2 separate regions of the Anas platyrhynchos genome follow, and region 1 is linked to region 2. Evidence: chromatin contacts called from public Hi-C data. All regions are on one chromosome and are shown on one strand. The core of a region is the stretch at or near the end of the contact, and the rest is flanking DNA. Distances in the headings are between cores, read along the strand shown.

The links. Hi-C and Micro-C count contacts between places; a contact is called where the count stands out from the background.
Region 1: a Hi-C map of liver shows a contact between it and region 2, with 1.8 times the contacts expected there. The contact joins two enhancer-like sites. A contact is called at or near these places in 2 of 8 Hi-C or Micro-C datasets (liver and subcutaneous adipose tissue).

What each region holds. Positions count from the first base shown.
Region 1 is chrZ:11,312,066-11,314,765 of IASCAAS_PekinDuck_T2T, reverse strand. No RefSeq gene overlaps it. Among named protein-coding and RNA genes, the nearest start is that of PDZD2, 22 kb to the right of the region's middle. Within about 2 kb of position 1,430, at least 3 of the 8 cell types and tissues checked have an H3K27ac peak or open chromatin away from gene starts, as enhancers often do.
Region 2 is chrZ:11,236,648-11,239,347 of IASCAAS_PekinDuck_T2T, reverse strand. The region is part of intron 1 of PDZD2 (PDZ domain containing 2); the gene reads left to right. Among named protein-coding and RNA genes, the nearest start is that of PDZD2, 54 kb to the left of the region's middle. Within about 2 kb of position 1,332, at least 1 of the 8 cell types and tissues checked has an H3K27ac peak or open chromatin away from gene starts, as enhancers often do.

The sequences.
Region 1 (2,700 bases), core at 181-2,680, 75 kb before region 2:
CGCAGGGAAGAACTGACTTTTGCCAGTTCTCTAATGTAAATAGATCTTGTTCCTGAGTCAGTGCTCTAAGGACTTGCTATCTCCTTACTCAAGCTTTTATTGTAGTAAGGTCATATACAAGATTAATTCTCCCTTTTGGGCTATCTGCTTGTTAAAAAGGGAAGAGTTTGTGTTGCAGCTCTAAAAAGCATCTTCTCTAGTGGGCCATTTAATTTTATGGAAGTTGTAGACAAATTATTTTGAAGGCTGCTTCACTTCTATAATGGGATAAGTAGGAGAAGGTAGAGGCATAGATGCGTTTACAGTTTGATTGCATTAAGTCCTGTTTTCCTGGCAAAACAGACTGAAATATTTTACTGTTCCATTTTTGCTGTCCTGACTCCCAGTACATCACTCAGTTCCTTCCCTTCTGGTGCATTTGATGTCTTCTGAGACAGGATTTGCCATCACCTAATGCACTAGTCCAGCAGGACTAGCACGTGTTGCTATTCTCTACTCCTTCCTTTTGTACAGCTCTTCTTTTTCCCTTTGCCCTAGGATTGATCTTGGAAGTAGGTGTTAGGAGAAGACTTCAGTGGTGTATTGTAAAGTAAAATGGCAGGGAGTTTGTAAGCTTTCTCTGCCACTGTCAGAGTGTCTTTATAGGTCCTTCTTTGTTTTCTGCCTGTTCAAACAGAGTCATGTTATAACCAGTTCTTAGAATCCTGCTCTGACTCCATAATCTCCAGAGGACCTCAGTCACTTCCGAAAGTAAGATTTAGCTAAGTAATATGTCAGTTTTGCAATGCTAAATAGTACGCCTACATGCCATTAAAAATCTCAGGCCCTGCGTTCAAGGGACCTGCAGAAGAAATTTAGCCAAACCAGGTCATTTCTCCTAGCAGCAACCTCGCAGTAACCCACCTCAGCTGTGGAGAAGACAGCCTGATGGAGAAGTCACGCTCATGCCTGAACACACATGGCTCCAGGAGGGCTGCTTCTTCCAGTGAGGCCTGCGATTCCTGAGGCGCCTTATGCAATGTTCTTAATGGCATTTTGAAAAGCTCTTGCATGGCTACAAGCTTTATTGCTCTCTGCCCCACTCCTGTGTGAAAGAGGAGCTGGCCTGGGGCCGGCGGTGAGGAAGCTTCTCTGCCTCTGGGCTGGCGTGGGTGCTGCTCTCGGTCCAGGCGGGCTGTGAGCTATGGACCTGAGCTTCTTCTCCTGGAGGCTGCTCTCCCAGTGATCCTGCCCCGTGCGCACCAGGGAGACATTTGGGGTTGAAGCGCTTCCCTGAGAACAGCAGGAGAGACTGGAGAGCTGTGCGTAAAGGGGTCTGGCTCATGCCCACCAGTCAACATGCTGCAGATGCGTCTGGGGCTGTGCTCGTGCCTGCGTGGGAGAGGAACAGTCGACCGTTCACAAAGGTTTCAGTCATCCAGGAAAACAACACGTCATGGGGGTGAGCGGTTGTACTTGAAACAGAGTGCCTGTGACCTTCCATAAGCTGGAACATGTACAAATAAAACAGGCTGAAATAAAATGGAATTATAAACACATTTAGAATAACAACTGAGGTCTGTCTGTTGGATGCATTGCAAACAGGAAATGGAGCTAAATTCACTGCATTAGTAAATTGCTTGCTGCAAAGATGTTGCCTGATGTTAGGCACCGGCACTGACAGCAGTCCAGCTGAAGATTTACACGTATTTTAATATCCCCAAACCTGAGACACTCAGCCAAAGAGATACAGGATCCCTTCTGCATGAGTGGCGCTGATATGCAGGGGAATCTGCACACAGCATTTACAGAGAGGCATTTGAACCAACTTCTTACATTCTTCTAAAGGAAGAGGTCTTCTGTTGTTGGTATTAAAGTATCCTCTTTTTCCCCCCCTTTTTATAGAGAATGGACAGGACGTGCTGCCAAGATCACATTGGCTGACAGTCAGCACGAGGGTTAGGGATTTGTGAGCCATGAGCAGCAGAAATAACTGGTATGTTTTCATTTACCCTGTGCAGTGATGGAGAGAAGAGACCATTGCTTCAGCTTTAATTGAAGTGTGTCTTCAGAAAGCAATTGCTTAGAAGATAACTAAAGGTATGAGCAGGTTGGTGACTATCCTGCTCTTAGCGTGTCTTGCAGGCAACATTCATCAGCTGCACAGAACAGAGTGCAGAAATCTGAGCGTTCACCCTGTGGGGTTGCAGTAATGAATGGGGTTCGAGTCTGCTCAGCCCTCTGGCTGCAATCAGATGAGTTCCAGCTCTCCCACATCTGTCTCTGAGCCTCTCAGGGCTCTCAGATTTGCTGCTGGCTGGTTTCAGAGGCACAGACAATTGCCCAGGCTGCTCTGGAGGCTTCTCTGAGGCTTGTCTCCTGCCCGTGGCTTCCTGCACCCAGCACTGCAGATCAAGAGGGCTTGAGAGAGAGCTGCACATACCCAAAGTGAATGCCACAGGGCTGCCAATGGTTGGGGGAGATGACTGACATGAAACATGGAAAATGCTGGAAAAGCCTAAACCAGATACCAATGTGTGCCCCGGTAGCTTAGGATGGAGGGGATAGCTGGCACTAGGGACTGCTGGATGTGTGTACATGAAGATCCATGAGGGGTTTCACCCCAGGGGGCTGAGAGAGATGGCGAGCTTCAACCAGGGGAAACCACAGCGACTGGGGGAAGTCCTTGGGGAGAGGGGAAAGATAAAAGTTACATGTATG
Region 2 (2,700 bases), core at 83-2,582:
CACATCTAGAATATGTGTAAAGCTGTGACTGAAGTCAAAAGAAAATGTCCATGAATATTGTGGGGGAAAGAAAGAAGCTGGGAGAGCAGCGATGTAGAATTGTATGGACATGGACACGTGCACATCAGCACGCTGGGATTTTGTTATTCCAAGCCCATGCAGCTATGGAAGAGCTGCCAGGCTCTGGGACTGGGGGAGGGCAAATTTAGGGGAGCCTCGCTCCCTTCCCACAGGACAGCCTCACCCTGATCACCTCCCACACAGCCGAGCAGCCCACCCACAGGTAGGATGGTAGGGAGAGGTCAGGAGGGATGCTCACGCTCATGCAAGATGTCTTAGGCAGTATTGGTGCTCAGCAAGAGGATGTGGTGTCCCAGCACTGCAACCTCTGGCTTGGCAGAGACACAAATGACACTTACCAATTTTTCCAGTGGGATTATGGCTACAGGAAGGCTTTATGTAAGGCTCTGTAGGATGCACTCAGTAGCCTTTTTGTAGCTCTCTTCCCTCACAATAAAAATGGGGGTTATCACATTACCTTAACTAAGGATTTTACTAACTTCCAGTGGCTCAGATACTATGATTGCACAAAAAATACCTAGTGTAGAGAGCCATGCTGTGCACTGTTGTACTGGTGGTGAGGTTTCCAAAACAAATCCAAGTATAAGGCATGGTTTTTACCTAACTTTTTTGGGCCCCTTTTGCTGTGCAGCATTTCCTGCATGAGCTTTGCATTTCTGCTCTTGCCTATGTCGGTGTCCTCTTTGTGAACTGTTCTTTGTTCTCAGGGCTTGCTTGGGCTGATACTGTAAACATCCCAGCAATTACTAGGGTTGATTTAGGTAGTCTAGATGTTTGCGCAAGTCTTTTGATTTTTGATTTAGTCAAATACTTGAAAATCAGAACAGCGAAGAAGGCATTGTGGGGAACCTTTCTGCAAAAGTTGATAGAAAGTTTGCCACTGCATTTATTTAGCTATGCTATACCATTTTTCTGTGTCCAGCTTGACTGGTTATCGACATGTCACAGAGTGGGATTCATCACATCATATTCAGATACCTCTATTTGAGTTAGCCACACATTTTTTTCAGGCAGTGGAGTAGAAAGTGCACCTGCAAGAGATCATGCATCTTGCCTGAAAGTAAGTATCTATAACAGGTCAGATAACCATTTCCTGACAGTGTCCGTTTCTCTTTATTGGCCAGAAAGGGAGCCTGAGGAGATGAACCCAGATGGGAATTCAGCTGATGTTAGGGAACAGATATCCCAATTGTCATGTCCCTGTGTTCCTGTTGGTTACTGGTGTTGAGGTCAAACCCAAGGCTGTGGTTTGACTGTGCTATAAATCCAGCTTTAGGGCTCCTACAGCTGGATTCAAAGCATTGAGGCCATGAGATACAATATGCTGACTGCTATAAAACTCACTGTCAATTCAAATTTGCTCAAGAACTCCTAAAGCCTGCCAGCGTAAGATATAAATTTTTATGCCAGGTCAAATATCAGTAGTATTCCTATGGATAGCATAGAGCTGACCTGTAACTGTGCACTCTGGCGAATTCAGCAGAAACATAACCGTGTGCCTGTATCTGATTTGTGCCACTGGGTAATCCAGAATAAAAGAGATTCAGTTTTGTCACTGAAGGACAGTTACAGTAAAACTGTCTTTCAGCAATGGCACGTCTTGTAGTGAAAAGTCTCTATTCAGTTCCTAGGTGAATTTTCCCCGTTGTTACTTTTTTTTTCCTTTTTTTTTCCTTTTTTTTTTTTTCCTTTTTTTTTTTTCTTTTTTCTATTAGTTGCTAATTAAAAAGTAAAAGAAATGAAAGCTATGCTTGAATAAAAAATAGTAAATGAATGTCTTTTGCTGGTGGTGAACTTATTTCTCTGGTACAGGAATGCACAGATGACTTTGAGAAAACAAGTACAATGCCTTTATCTGTATATGAAAGACTAACACTGTCTTTCAAACATAACCTTTTAAGCAATTATAAAGTGATATCACTCAGGGGATAAAAGGAATTTTTAGAATAACTGTATGTATGTTTTTCTGGAAGTTTAGGCTCAGCTAGAAATGCCTGAGGGGTTATCCTGGAGGATTGTGTGTTAGCCATTTGCACAAATCACCTTTTAAAAATCGGTAATGGGACATTTTAATGACCCTCTTTATTTCCTTCCCCCCTACAAGAAAGTGATTATTGCAGATACTTTATATTACTCCTTTGAGGAGGCTGATGTAGGAAGAAACAGCTCAGTTTGTTGAAAAAAAAAAAAGTTGTTTTGCTCTGAATATCCATATATGCTTTTTGACAATTCCAGCCTCAACTAATTTCAAGAAAGTATTCATATTCTTCTATAACCAATGATTTAGGTTGACCCTTCCTTAAGAAAGACTGAAAAAAGGAACCCCTCTTCTCTTCTGTCCCCTGTGTTTAACTCAGTGTCTTGAACCAAAAAGCTGGAGATTGAGAAGAAGGGTTGTTAGTTCCTGAGTCATAACTAAAACCTTTCTCTGGGAAATAAAGAACAAGATATCCAGTTCATTTATGTGGGTGGTATTTGAGCCCTTGGGAGCACATCTTATGTGGGTGGAAGAATGGTAGGTAAAGGCTAATTTTTCAGGCTGTAAATGCTCCAAGGATGAAGGTGAGAAGAGCTGATAAACACAGAGAAGCGCAGAGAGCTGTATAACCTACGTCTGTG